Linked DNA regions of Mus musculus: regions 1 and 3 are each linked to region 2. Evidence: chromatin contacts called from public HiChIP or PLAC-seq data. All regions are on one chromosome and are shown on one strand. Each heading gives the region's core, a stretch centred on a gene start, on an enhancer-like site or on the middle of the called end of the contact. The rest is flanking DNA. Distances are from core to core; before and after follow the strand shown.

Region 1 (4,197 bases), core at 38-2,537, 67 kb after region 2:
TAGGATATGTATGGGCTCAGGCTCAGAAGGCATGGTCTGAATATCTGCATAGAATGATCAGGCTTGTCCAAAAGGATGCCCACGTTCTTCTCTGAAGCTCACATCCCACATACTCTAGAGGCTCTGTATGTAACTGACACCCTCCAGTGAGTCCAGAGAAGGTGCTAAAGCACAGAGCCTGGTGACAACTGATTGGCCTTTCTCTCTGATGATGGAGACAACAGACCCAGGGGATAATGTGTTCTTTGAGCTCTGATTCTCCCCAGGGCTCTCAGCTCTGACCCCTCTCAGGGACCTGCTGCCCGAGGCCCAGTCTACTGCCTCTGCCAGACACTGGCGCACTGCAGCAGGAAGAGTGGAGGGGAACAGGGCAGAGGCTGCAAAGACACACCTGTGAGGGCATGTACAGCTCCCACACAGGAGGAGGCCTGTCTCCTTTTGTTCTCAGGAATAATCACAGGGATTCTCTGCTGGGACAGCCTGAGGATTTTAAAAATATCTCCAGATTTGAGTTTCTGGAGAAACTTCATAAAGCTTCTTTTCATGGAGGCCCTTCTGTATAGCCTTAGCCTGGCAGCCTCTGGAGCCCTCCTCCCCATCCCCTTCTGTGAATGATACTGGCCTGGAACCCCAGAGCCCTTGAAATTTCAGACCCTACTGTTGTTATCTCTTTGGTTGCTGTAGACTTGGGCATTATTACCAAGCATGGGTTGGGGAAAGTTTGCTGCCTGGGGTTTACTCTGGGCTGGCTGCTTATCCTCTCTGAGTCTCTCTCCATCTGCCCTTACTGGGCAGTAGGGGCAGCTCTAACATCTTTGAGTTTTACAAACTCAACTTGGGTCTAAGGTTCAGCTGCCCCCTGACAGGCGCACACAGGTTCTTTATCTCTCTCTCCCCGGATGCCCCTGGCAGACACGCCTCTCTAACAGCCTTCTGTTTTTCCTTCCGTGGCTGTCATTAGACCAAGACGAGTGTTTGATGGGCACTCACGATTGTAGCTGGAAACAGTTCTGTGTGAACACCCTGGGATCCTTCTACTGTGTCAACCACACAGTGCTGTGTGCAGAGGGCTATATCCTCAACGCACATAGGAAGTGTGTGGGTAAGCTAGAGCCCCTGCCTGCCGCCGCCCACGTCACGGCTGTCTGCTCTGCTCCACGCCAACCCACCACATAGTGCCACATGCTAAAGGGCCTACTACCCTTTGCATGTGAGCTCCCACACAGCAGCCTGCCGAGCTCTGTGTCATACCCTCGTGTCCTGGTGTCTTGTCCCGCTTGTTCTCCATGGCTGTGTTCCCAGATATGCCCGTGACTCAGAAAGCTAATGGGATGTCTCAGGGATGGGCCAGAGACAGGAAGGCCAGATGTGGACAGCAGGGCCATGTAGCAGTGTGGAAGCAGGGAGGCCTGGGTGGGAGGCAGGACCCCAGTGGCTCTGGCTCTTGTCTTTTCTCAGTTATTGGAAGCTACTGACAGCGACGAGGATTCGGGTGCATGTGCCGTGTGCACATAGTCTGGGTCACACATCCTGTTACCTCGGCCACTTAGCTTGCTTGTAGATTTATCTGGGATCTCCCGAGAGGCAAGTAGATTGTCCTGGTCCAGCTGGCCCAGTTCAACATCCATTTGCTGTGTGACCCTGAACAAATGTTACTTTCCCCTCTGAGCCTTCCTTCAATGGACAAGGAAGATGTGAGCCCTGTGTAAACCTGCACGTGGCTGGGCCTCTTGTCTATCTATGCCTGAATAGGCCGGGGCTGGGATTCTGGAGTTCTGTGGACAAGGAAGGACTCCATACTGTCTTGTGTCTGAGTTACCTGGTATTCTCACTGAGGAAAAAATGTAAGCCCTGGCTTCCTGCATCTCAGAGATAACACTGAGTAGAGGAGAAGTCAGGCAGACTGGCTGATGCAATGATGGGGAAACAGGCAAAGGGAGACTTCACTCTTGCCAACTGGCACCCAGAGGAAAGAGGAATAGCTCCACCTATTCCCAAGGATGGGTGGGAATTGGCGATGGGAAAAGCCACAAAACAGGACAGTTTTGAAGACAGTTGGGACAGAGGTGTGGAGGTGGGACCAGGGCACACAGTGCTCAGGGCTTGCGGCCAGAGTCCTGTCTGTCTTGCCTGTGCTTGGGGACCATGTCCAGCCTGGACATGTCCTCTTCCTCCCCTGCACCGCTGGGCAGCAGTGCTGGCTGACATGTTTGCCTCGCTGCACCCACGGTACAACATGGCCCTCCTGATGTGCTTGCCAGTGATGGCAGTTCCTCCTGGGTGGACTGGGTTTGTGTGTGTGTGTGTGTGCGCTGGGAGGCATGTGGGTCCCCTCTCAGGATGTCCCCCCATTTGCCACTCCCTGGCTTGGCAGCTATGACCTCTGCTGCAGGGTTCTTAGCGGCTGAAAGATGAGCCCACGGATGAGAAAGCCAAGATACATTCCATTCAGCAAGATTTATGAACCAGCTCTGCATTGCTTCCCTCTTTATTCTGCACAAGCTATCAGTCACTCTCCTCCCACTTCAAGCCAACATCACTTGGGGGCTCGGGGGTTCTGCAGTTGCTCTGCTCAGGTGCAGGAACTCAGATAGGGGAGGAGCAGGACCATGCTGGGATGAGTGTGGCTTCACTGAAGTCCATAACCTCTCTGAGCCCTAGTTTCCCCACTCCACAAAAGAGGCATCTGCATCTGAAGGTCACCATGGAGACCGGGTGCATTAGTCCCCAGGAGGAATGCTAGCAGGGTTCCCTGAGCTAGAAGCTGAGGCCTAGAAGCTGGGGACAGCTTGGTGTGGCCTCTGCCAGGGCCCCCTATATGCTTTACTCTTAAGAAAGTTCCACAGCTATGCTGGCTGGACTGCAGAGAGTAGGAATGGCAAAGCCCTGCTCTGAGGACTTTGCAACGGGAAGCAGGCAGCGAGAAAAGCCTGTAGCTCGGAGCAAGCGCCCTAGATTCCATATTTGCTGGCTGCGTAATTCAGTCCAGTGGCATCCCTTTGGGGTGAAAGATCTCCTCATCTGTGAAATGGCCACCTCTGTATTACAAGACAGTGAGTCTGGTCAGTTCTTGTAGCTTCCTGACCCCTGGGGATCTTTTGTGAGTAGTGACTCTTGTCATACAATACTCTGAGGCCTCTTAGCTGTGGGAAACTCCTAGGGTCCTAGGTGCCCATCTCCCTGTGCCTATTCAGCTGTACATCAGATGTCTTTGTGGTGCCTGATTGTACCTCTATGGCAAACTTGACTCAAAACTGTCCCTTCCCTATCGCCATTTCTGTCTATACCATCTCTGCCTGGAAGGGTCTCTTCCCCACCCCTACTTTCCTACCTGGTCCCCTAATCATACTCATAGATTCAACTCAAATGTTACTACCCCTGAGAAGCAGCTGGCATTACAGGACCAGGGAAGACAGCCCTCTGATCTGAGCCCCAGGGACCCCTCTTTATCTGTGTCTCTACTTGCCTGCCTTGACCTATCCATCAGGGTCAGAGGCTGTGCTAACCCACTGTGTGGAGAATTCTGGTGGAGAATAAGCACTGGCCAGTGTAGCACTAAGCAAGTAGGCTGTGCCTAAGTACCATTACATGCCAGGTACAGGCCAGGGCTAAGGGTCCTTCCAGGCTCCATCCAGCCTACTCCCAGCTGCTTATCCCTAGAGTGTCCCAATGTCTGTCCGTGGCCTCTTCTTCATGTACCTATTCCTTCAAGTGACCTCAGCCACCTGACTATCCCCTCAGCTCCTTCAGTGAGCCCAGAGTTAGGAAGACTAACCCTGTGAGCCCAGAGGTAGGTCATTAGCTGCCTCCTAGCCCCTGAGAACCCCAGGACCTTCTTCAGCACACCTGCCCCCCCCCCACAGGCCACCCATCCCAGGTGCTGGCATCTATTTAGCTGCTCAGCCCAAAGCTTTTCTGATCTCCTGGTTCTCTCACTTCCCCTTCTGCCATCTGAGGGGTCTGGCTGCTTCTGCTCTCTTCCAGCATACCAGCCACCATCCTTCTGTGGATAAATGACATCTCCTCCTAGTCTGCTCACCAGCTCCAACCAGGGTGCCTTCATTCCTATAGCAGGAACCACTTTGGCTCCCATCCTCTCCTTGGTATAACCTTGTCTGTTCACATTTTCTTCTCTCCCCTACAGCCACACCTGCCTCTTGGTTAGTCCTGAACCTGCCTGGGCTATCATCTAACTGT
Region 2 (3,918 bases), core at 1,131-3,630:
ACCACCATACCAGTTTTTAATGCACTGCTGGAAATCTAACCGAGTACTTTGTGCACATCAGGCAAGCACATTGCTAGCTGAGCTACATCCCCTAGCCCATCACTGAATTTTTAAAAAGCACTTTTGGGGGACTGGAGAGATGGCTAAGCAGTTAAAAGCACTGGCTGATCTTCCAGGAGACCTGGATTTGATTTCCAACATGTCCATGATGATGGCTCATAACATCTGAACTTCCAGTTCCAGGGGATCCAACACCATCTTCTGACCTCCACAAGCATCAGTTTCCCAGTTAGCTCTCTCTTTCTCTGCCTTGTGCTTGTGGATCAGATGTAAGCTCTCAGCTATCGCTCCGATTCTATGCCTGCCTCTGTCATTTCTCCACCATGATGGTCATGGACTCGAACCCTCTGGAACTGTTAGACCCAAATTACCCAAATTAAATGCTGTCTTTTCTAAGTTGCCTTGGTTGTGGTGTCACGGGGATAGAATAGTAACTAAGTCAGTTTAGGAATGAAGGGAGATTGCCACCATGTCTGCTCAGGGGTACAGCAACAACCTAGCAAGTCACATGGGCAGGAGGAGTCAGGCTTGAGGCTACATGAGCGTTAGGCCTTGAGTTTGCAATGGGCTTGTGATGCTGAGGACTGTCAAGAATGACCTCTTCTTAAATCTGTTCTGGGAAGGAAAGCATCTAGAGGTTCAAGGAGTGGGCTTAGAACAGTGCAGGAATGAGCCCAAGGGTCTGCATCAGGACATGACAACAAGAGGGAGCCCACATCTGGCCCTTCCAGTCTCTTCTTACTGCAGGATGGGGCTACTGATCTGAGGTCTGAAGTAGGAGATGCTCTGCAGGAAACTTCCTTCCTGGCAGAGGACAAGGAAAGATGGGGGAGTGGGCAGAAGACCAGCCAGACAAAGGCCTCTTGTGAGGGGAAGGCTTTGGGACTAGCCCTGTCTGCACATAGGATTAGGGTCACCAGTGTGGTGAGCATCACTGCTGATCCAGGGTCCCTGCTGGGCCCAGTGGCTGGGGAGAAGAGAGCTGCTAAGCAGCTGTGCTGTGAGAGGGGCGAGCTCACAGCTCTCTGAGCTGGGAAACTGAGATGGCAGATGTGGTCGTCCTGGGATGACAGGGCATACCCAGAGATACACTGGCCCTGGAGACTTCTAACCCCCACTATCACTCAGACTCAGGACTGGGCTGTGTCCCAGGTTGTATACAGGCAGGATAAAGGCCAAGAGGATTTGGAGTCTCTGGCTCCGGGGGAACATCTCTATGGCGGGGCAGCAGGAAAGACCGCTCTTTGGATCTGAGAGGCCAAAGCCACTAGTGCACTGAATGGGCATGGGCAGACAGCTTTCCCAGGACAGCCAATGAGGGTGGCTAGAGGGGCCTAAACCAGAGCTGAGTGGCTAGGATGAGAGGGATGAAACAGAGGCCGAGATACGGATCTAGGTAATCTCAAGAAAGGAGTTTGCCAAACTATCTACTATTCCCACTTCCATAGGCAAGATCTCTGTTAAAGTGACACATGGCTGCTGCCCCTTGCCCCGCTGCCCCGCTGCTCCATTGCCCTGCTGCCCACTGCCCCACTGCCCAACTGCCCAGCTGCCCCGCTGCCCCATTGCCCTGCTGCCCACTGCCCCACTGCCCAACTGCCTAGCTGCCCCGCTGCCCCATTGCCCTGTTGCCCTGTGCCCTGCTGCCCTGTTGCCCCACTGCCCTGCTGCTATACATGGTAACTGATTGACCCCAGCCCTACTCCATTCACATCTTTTTTGCTCTCCTCCATCTGAACCTTAGGGTTGGGCAGTATGGACTTGGGCATAACATTGACTGCATGCCCTCTGTGGCCCTCTGGTACCTTGCTCTCTGCTTTCCCAGCTGGTTTGTATCCTCTGATTCTTTTCTAGGCCATTCCATCCTGACTCGTCATCCTCTTCCATTTCCTGCCAAGATCCATGTGGACCTCAGTCTCCTGGGGGCGGGGGGTACTTCTCTTGTTCAGAACCCCTGGCAGACTCCAGCATTGCCCATGCTAGACAGTACTCCTTGCAGCCAACCCTGGGCCCTACCCCAGTCTCTCTACTGCATTCTCCTCTTCCTCATTGCTCTGGTTCCCTCAAGGGTGCTGTTTCTGCCACCACCGCCAGTGTATCTGTTTCTCCCCAGAGCCCAGCCTGCAGCAGTGGTCCATTATCAACACCCCCACCCCATGCTACTTACAGTCTCTCTCTCCAGAGCTGGGTCCTGCAGGATGAGTAGGAGTGTTCAGAAAGAGTGATAGGAAAGGGCCTCAAGGCAGAGGAAGGAATGTGGTATGGGTATGGGAAAAAGGAAACCACAGAGCCAGCTCTCAAGCCTGGAAGACCAGGCTGAGTCACCCAGACTCTGGCCTGATGACATAGGGGGCATCAGGGCTTCCAGGCAGGGTGAGGCATGGCCATCTGTATGCTTCTGGAAGAGCTTTCCCTGTGGCCATAGTCAGGCTGAATGCCAAGTTGATTGGCAAAGATGAAGACTGTGCTGGGGCAGCACATTACTGTCTTGGTACACAGAACTTCATCAACACAGAGCTTGCACTCAGCATCTGTTTTTAAAGCCTGTTGCTTTAAGGCTGTACCATCTAACCTCTGCCCTGGTCCCCCAAGGCTCAGCTAAAGTTAAACAGCATGGTGTCAAAGGGCATCTCAAAACATGGAACTTCAGGCTCTCAGCTCAGCATAGGAAACTCAGGGAACAAGGTCAGAGAACAGTCGGGCCAGATTAGGGCCACAGTTTGGTTCTGGCTGCAGGTATCCCACTCAGATTCACCCACTAGCTTTTCAAGAGAAGCCAGAATATAGAATCTCTGGATCTCTTGACTTTAAAACTATCCTGGACAAGCACAGGCACTTGTGACCCAGCTCTGGATTGCTGTGAAGATATGCCAGCACAGGTTTCTCCTCCACATTCCTACCTCACCATACTCTTTTCCTAGCAAACAACAGGCCTGCTTCTTTTGAAACGGGACATCTGAGGCCCCTGGATAGAGCTGAGAGTCTGTGTAGGAGAAATCAGAGATGTATGCTCCCAAGACATGATAGTGGGGATGGAAAGAGCAGCTTGCACACCCATGCCTGTCACACAGTAACTATAATAGCCCTAAGTAAACCAATGAGCACAGCACGTCTGACAATAGAACCCATGTCTAAAAGGCAGGGGACTGGACACCAGCTGGAATCATGGATGAATTCTGGTTATTTAAATGAACAAGTTGCTCATAAAAAAGGCAAACTTTGGATAATTCTTCTTGTGTGGCATCCTTAAAACAGTTAAATTCAACCAGAAGGTAGCATATTGTGTGCCAGGGGCTGGGAGTTACCTTTTAAAGGGGTCAGAGTTGCCATTTGGGAAGATGGAAAGCTCTGGGGCATTGACTCCAAGGCTCCGTGACCCTGCCTCTTTCTATTGAGCTGCAGTGGTAGGTTGCATAAACATTATAGCTATCACGGAACTATTTTTAAAAAGTGAGAGATGTTTATGGAGGAAGGGGGAGGCAGACACAGAAAGCTGTTCAGGGCTTCAGCACCTATGGATCTGGGCTTCCCAGAGGTTCCAGAACCAGTGGATCCAGAGAAGTGACTGCTTGCCTAGGTAGGGTCAGCTTCCAGCTCTTTCCATGCTGCCTTTGTAAGAGGAGCCCGGCTTCATCAAGCTCACATTCCAGTCTGTAATAAGATGGCTGTGGCTTCTTCTGCTCCTCCTCCTTCTTTTTTATATTCTGTTATTTTATGTGTATAGATGTTGCCTGCATGTATGTCTGTGTACCACATGCATGGAGTAGCCATGGAGGCTAAAAGGGGGTGCCAGATCTCCTAGGACTGCCACAGGGGTGCTTAGAATCTGTCTTGGTTACTTTTCTATTGCCATGACTA
Region 3 (4,018 bases), core at 837-3,336, 98 kb after region 2:
CAGTTGACTGTGCTAGAGTGCAGTCTTAGGGCCTGAGGAGTGAAACCATACAAGCTGCCCTGTCCCAGGTCTCCTAAAACAGAAAACAAGCTATACAGACTGAGGAGCAAAGCCATGTGCAACCTTGAGACTCCCCCTTTGGGGATGGCAGCCCCCTTGGATGTCAACCTCCCTTACCATGGGCTGCTCCTTCTGCTCACAGAATCCACTTGCCCACACACATGCCTGATGTGCAGCCTGCCAGGGGCACAGGAGGGGCACCTAAGAATGCCTGCTCTTTTGGATGGAGCCTTGTTCTACGCAGAGTCCAGAGGTCAGGCTCTGCCTGGAACCTGGACTGTTGGGAAGCAGCTGCCATGGGGCCACCAGGGTGAATGCAAAGGGATGGTTATCTGCATGGGAGCTCAGCTCCCATCCTAATGTTTAGGTTTCGTGTAGGACACTGGTGTGGGTTCTAGGCACAAACCCAAGGAGGAAGTCAAGTAGGGTGATGGCAGGGGTTGCTGGTCAGTGACTTGCTCGGGCTGTGGCCAGGGGGTTTCTGGGAAAGCACCACCTGAGCAGAAACCTGTGAGATGAAAGGGGAAAACCAGAGCCCAGCCAGTGCAAAGGCCCTGTGGCAGCTATGCCTGGTGTGTCAAAGTTATAGGCAGGCCAGGGAAGGTGGAACACACTGGGGGAAGGGAGAGGTATTGGGACTTGAGGCCATGGCAGTGACACTATGGACCCCCCTCCCCCAAGCCACCCACCCATCTCTCTCCTGAGGCCCACTGGCTTCCCCACAACCACACTTCTCATTCAGGCCTCATCTTCTCCCAGTTGATTTTGTTCTTGTCTCAAAGACTGCCAACACTTCATTGGCTTAGACTGTAGAGGTCCAGTACTGCATTATGACATCAGAAAATCCTTGCAGATACCGGCTACATGGTGTAGACACCATCCCCATAATATAGGTACTTGGCGCTGAATGTAGACTCAAAGCTCTGGGGCATAGATGCCGAGCTTTGGAAAATAGACACCAAATCCTGCACTGTAGATAGATGCCAAGCTTTTGTTCCTGAGTGAAGTTAGACAGGGAGTTAAGGAGATTCGCGGCTTTGTGGTTTTGTAGCTGAGAGGGGCCCTGGAGCTCTTGGTTGCTGGCCCATTGCTCTGGTCACGGGGCCCTGGAGTTGGTCTCCAATGCTCTCCTGGATTGATGCAGTACCCAGTGCTCTCCTGTATTGATGTGGTACCCACACTCTTGAGGATAGGGACCAGGCTGCTCCGGATTTAACAGAGCAAGGGACATACATGTGTGGGACCTGGCTGGATGCTCACAGCAACTAAGAGAATAGAGCTCTTATATGCCAAGCCCTAATGTCAAACTTCACCCTGAGCAGTCTCCCTTCAGGTTCCCAGCCACACTGTCCCTACATGAAATTGAGGCTCAGGAAATGGAGCCTTAAAGCTTGGATCCAGGACAAAGTGGAGCCCACAGGACATAGGACAGGATACTATCTCAGTGTCTTCAGTCACCCTTCCTGTCTCTCAGGGTCTGCCCTGTGCAGAGAAGTTCTGTACTGGCCTCATGGTGGGGAGCCAGACACAAAGCAGAAAGGCGCACCTCACAGTCCCTCTGTGGCACAGCCAGGCTCTAACCTGCCACTGCCTACTCCACTATCTACAGGGAGACAGTCTAGGTGGAGATGGGAAGAAGCGTGCCCCCAGTACCTAAGTCACACAGTGGGAAACTGAGGCAGCTATGTGTGGTAGTTGGGTGTTGTCAATATCCATAGATGGGAACTGCTCAAAATCAATACTGGAGGTATTTTTGGAGCTGTGAGTTACCCTTAGGAACCCAAAGAGGTGATGACCCGCCCAGGGTCACACAGCAAATTGGAAGGCAGATCAGACCCGATGGGCCTCACTGCAGTATGGGATGAGGAGACTGCCAAGGAGAAGGAAGGAGAGAGAGGTTCTGTCTTCCAGGCAGACTCCTTATGGCTGGCAATCACGTCATCGGCTGGGACACCACCGCCCCCGGAGTCACCGTCCTGTCCTTCATGACCTCATCTCTTGGCTGGGTCCCAGCACTGTGCCTGGAATCAATACCTCCTGGCAGCCAGCAACTGAGTCCCCGTGTCTTCCTGCCCCACATCCCAGCACATCGACCCACAGGCCAGTTCCTGCTCAGCAAGGAGCCCATGGAAATCAGTGCACCCGCTCTCCTTATTTACTGTCCTGAGCCCTTCAGGTGGAGTGCAGAGTCTCCACCCAAATCTAGCTTCCTACCCTTCTCCCTAAGCCAGGCAACTTGATTCCTTCAGCCTGGACATCCCACGTCTGCCAGAATCCCTGTCCTGCCCCCCCGCCCCCAGCTCTCACCCTGCTGGTAATCATCGTGGCGACATACCATTGAGAATCTGAGTAACAAGGAAGAATCAGAGTGGGCATTGCTTGTAGTCAGCAGTGGTCTCACGCAGAGAAAGCAGGGAAGACCCCTCCGCCATGGCTCCTTGCAGCCAGAACTGGATCCCGGGAAGGTCGGGGATGACTGTGGACTTAGGAGCACGTCAGCAGGGACCCAAGGGTGGGCACTCTTACTCAACATAACTTACTGATTACAGTTTGAGGGCAGAAGAGCAGCATGTCTCTCTCTGAGCCTCAGTTTCCCCAACTGTAAAATGAGAAGAAATTGAAAGTGTATGTGGTGAGAGATGAGGATGTGGGTCAGGTGCTCAGCAGAGGCTGGGGTGCTGATATCTTTTGAGCCCCACATGGGTGACCTCATGCCGTTTTCATGATACTTGCATGACCAGGGGTCCTCTTACTTTCCTACTTATGGCTAGGCAAACTCATCTCTCCTGAGAGGCCACAGAGAGAGGCCACGTGACTCGTGGGTTAGAGTGGAGAGTCCTCACACAGAATTTACTGTGGAATTTGCTTAGGAACTCAGGGGTGTACTGATGCCTGCAATTAGCCTTCTCTTGGTGTGCTGGGAGAGCCCGGGGCAAGCTCATCTCTACAGACCTCACTCTTACTGTAAAGCACAATACACGTGTGATTCTCTGCATCTGTCAGTGATTCACTGGGGATGGAAGGCGGGGTGTGGGACTGAGTCTTTGGAAACTTCTGGTAGGTGGGAAACTGAAGCCCAGGCTGAGGGGAGAAGTAGAGGCTGGTAAGGAACCTTGGGGAAGAGGAGAGCTGGGCCCCACTCCAGCACTGAGGCTGTCACTGGGCTGTCCCCCATCCCAGGGAAGGTGGACCACCCCTCCGTTCAAGACTGGAAGGTGACAGTCAAGCTAAGATGGAGATGGTCTGAAACCATGGGGTGGCCTTGTCACACTGGCAGGAAACCTGTGAAGGGAAAAGAACAGGACATAAAGTCAGTTATGACATCGCAAGCTGCACATGGCTAGAGGGGCAAGACATGGCTCAGTACTGGGTACTGGCTACTCAGGAGCTCAGACCTTGTAGTACAAAGAAGCAAACATGTCCTTGGGTCATACCCAAGGTGTAGAGCTCACTGGGAGAGAGGAGATTGTTATCTCCACTCTTGAGTCTTTGGACCCAGTAAATGCTTCAGCTAAGACCCTTGAGGTCTGGTGTGCTTTTAGAGGGGTCAGCGAGGTGAGAGGCACCTCTCTGAATGAGAAACAATAGGAGGAACTGGGCTTCTTGGCTTCAGAGGCCCAGGCGTTGATTCCTACAAACATTTGCAGGGCTACACCAAAATGACTGGGAGAGACAGGCAAGTCTGTGGGCTGGGACCCTCTCTGCCTATGTTCTGACTGGAGGAGGGAGGAAGCCCTGGCTGAGTAAGGGGTTTTCCCAAGTTCTAGTTTCTGGGAGAGGGTGGGCTACCTTGGAACATCTTCTAACTCTACGTTCACATGCCCATCCCTATCTCTTTCCCTGTCACTCTTCCACCAGCCCATTTACCTATGCATGCATCTACTGGTGAATCCATTCATGCATCCATATAATCTCCCAGCCACCCATTTACCCACATACACACTCACCCGTGCATTCA

The links. HiChIP or PLAC-seq counts read pairs in DNA pulled down with a chosen protein or histone mark.
Region 1: a contact with region 2 is called in an H3K27ac HiChIP or PLAC-seq map of embryonic fibroblasts, with 17 read pairs. The contact joins two enhancer-like sites. A contact is called at or near these places in 10 of 39 promoter capture datasets (the 3T3-L1 cell line, 3T3-L1-derived adipocytes, cranial neural crest and 6 more), 1 of 15 datasets of contacts at CTCF or cohesin (the NIH/3T3 cell line), 8 of 484 Hi-C or Micro-C datasets (the HL-1 cell line, the HPC-7 cell line, embryonic heart and 5 more), 5 of 115 datasets of contacts at active chromatin or transcription factors (the SCID.adh cell line, double positive thymocytes, embryonic fibroblasts and 2 more) and 2 of 9 other capture datasets (adipose tissue and pancreatic islet).
Region 3: an HNF4G HiChIP or PLAC-seq map of pancreatic cancer cells shows a contact between it and region 2. The contact joins two enhancer-like sites. A contact is called at or near these places in 2 of 39 promoter capture datasets (hematopoietic stem and progenitor cells and hippocampal neurons), 1 of 15 datasets of contacts at CTCF or cohesin (the NIH/3T3 cell line), 4 of 484 Hi-C or Micro-C datasets (cerebral cortex, muscle stem cells and ventral hippocampal neurons), 4 of 115 datasets of contacts at active chromatin or transcription factors (embryonic basal ganglia, embryonic fibroblasts, forebrain and 1 more) and 1 of 9 other capture datasets (embryonic stem cells).

What each region holds. Positions count from the first base shown.
Region 1 is chr6:91,258,669-91,262,865 of GRCm38.p6, forward strand. It overlaps Fbln2 (fibulin 2), which reads left to right. Exons shown (of 18, transcript NM_007992.2): 9 at 962-1,102. Among named protein-coding and RNA genes, the nearest start is that of Fbln2, 48 kb to the left of the region's middle. Within about 2 kb of position 1,288, at least 103 of the 459 cell types and tissues checked have an H3K27ac peak or open chromatin away from gene starts, as enhancers often do. A contact at or near this core is called in 3T3-L1-derived adipocytes, the HL-1 cell line, the NIH/3T3 cell line and 3 more, where this site is marked.
Region 2 is chr6:91,190,646-91,194,563 of GRCm38.p6, forward strand. No RefSeq gene overlaps it. Among named protein-coding and RNA genes, the nearest start is that of Fbln2, 20 kb to the right of the region's middle. Within about 2 kb of position 2,381, at least 60 of the 459 cell types and tissues checked have an H3K27ac peak or open chromatin away from gene starts, as enhancers often do. A contact at or near this core is called in 3T3-L1-derived adipocytes, the HL-1 cell line, the NIH/3T3 cell line and 4 more, where this site is marked.
Region 3 is chr6:91,289,110-91,293,127 of GRCm38.p6, forward strand. No RefSeq gene overlaps it. Among named protein-coding and RNA genes, the nearest start is that of Fbln2, 78 kb to the left of the region's middle. Within about 2 kb of position 2,087, at least 7 of the 459 cell types and tissues checked have an H3K27ac peak or open chromatin away from gene starts, as enhancers often do. A contact at or near this core is called in pancreatic cancer cells, where this site is marked.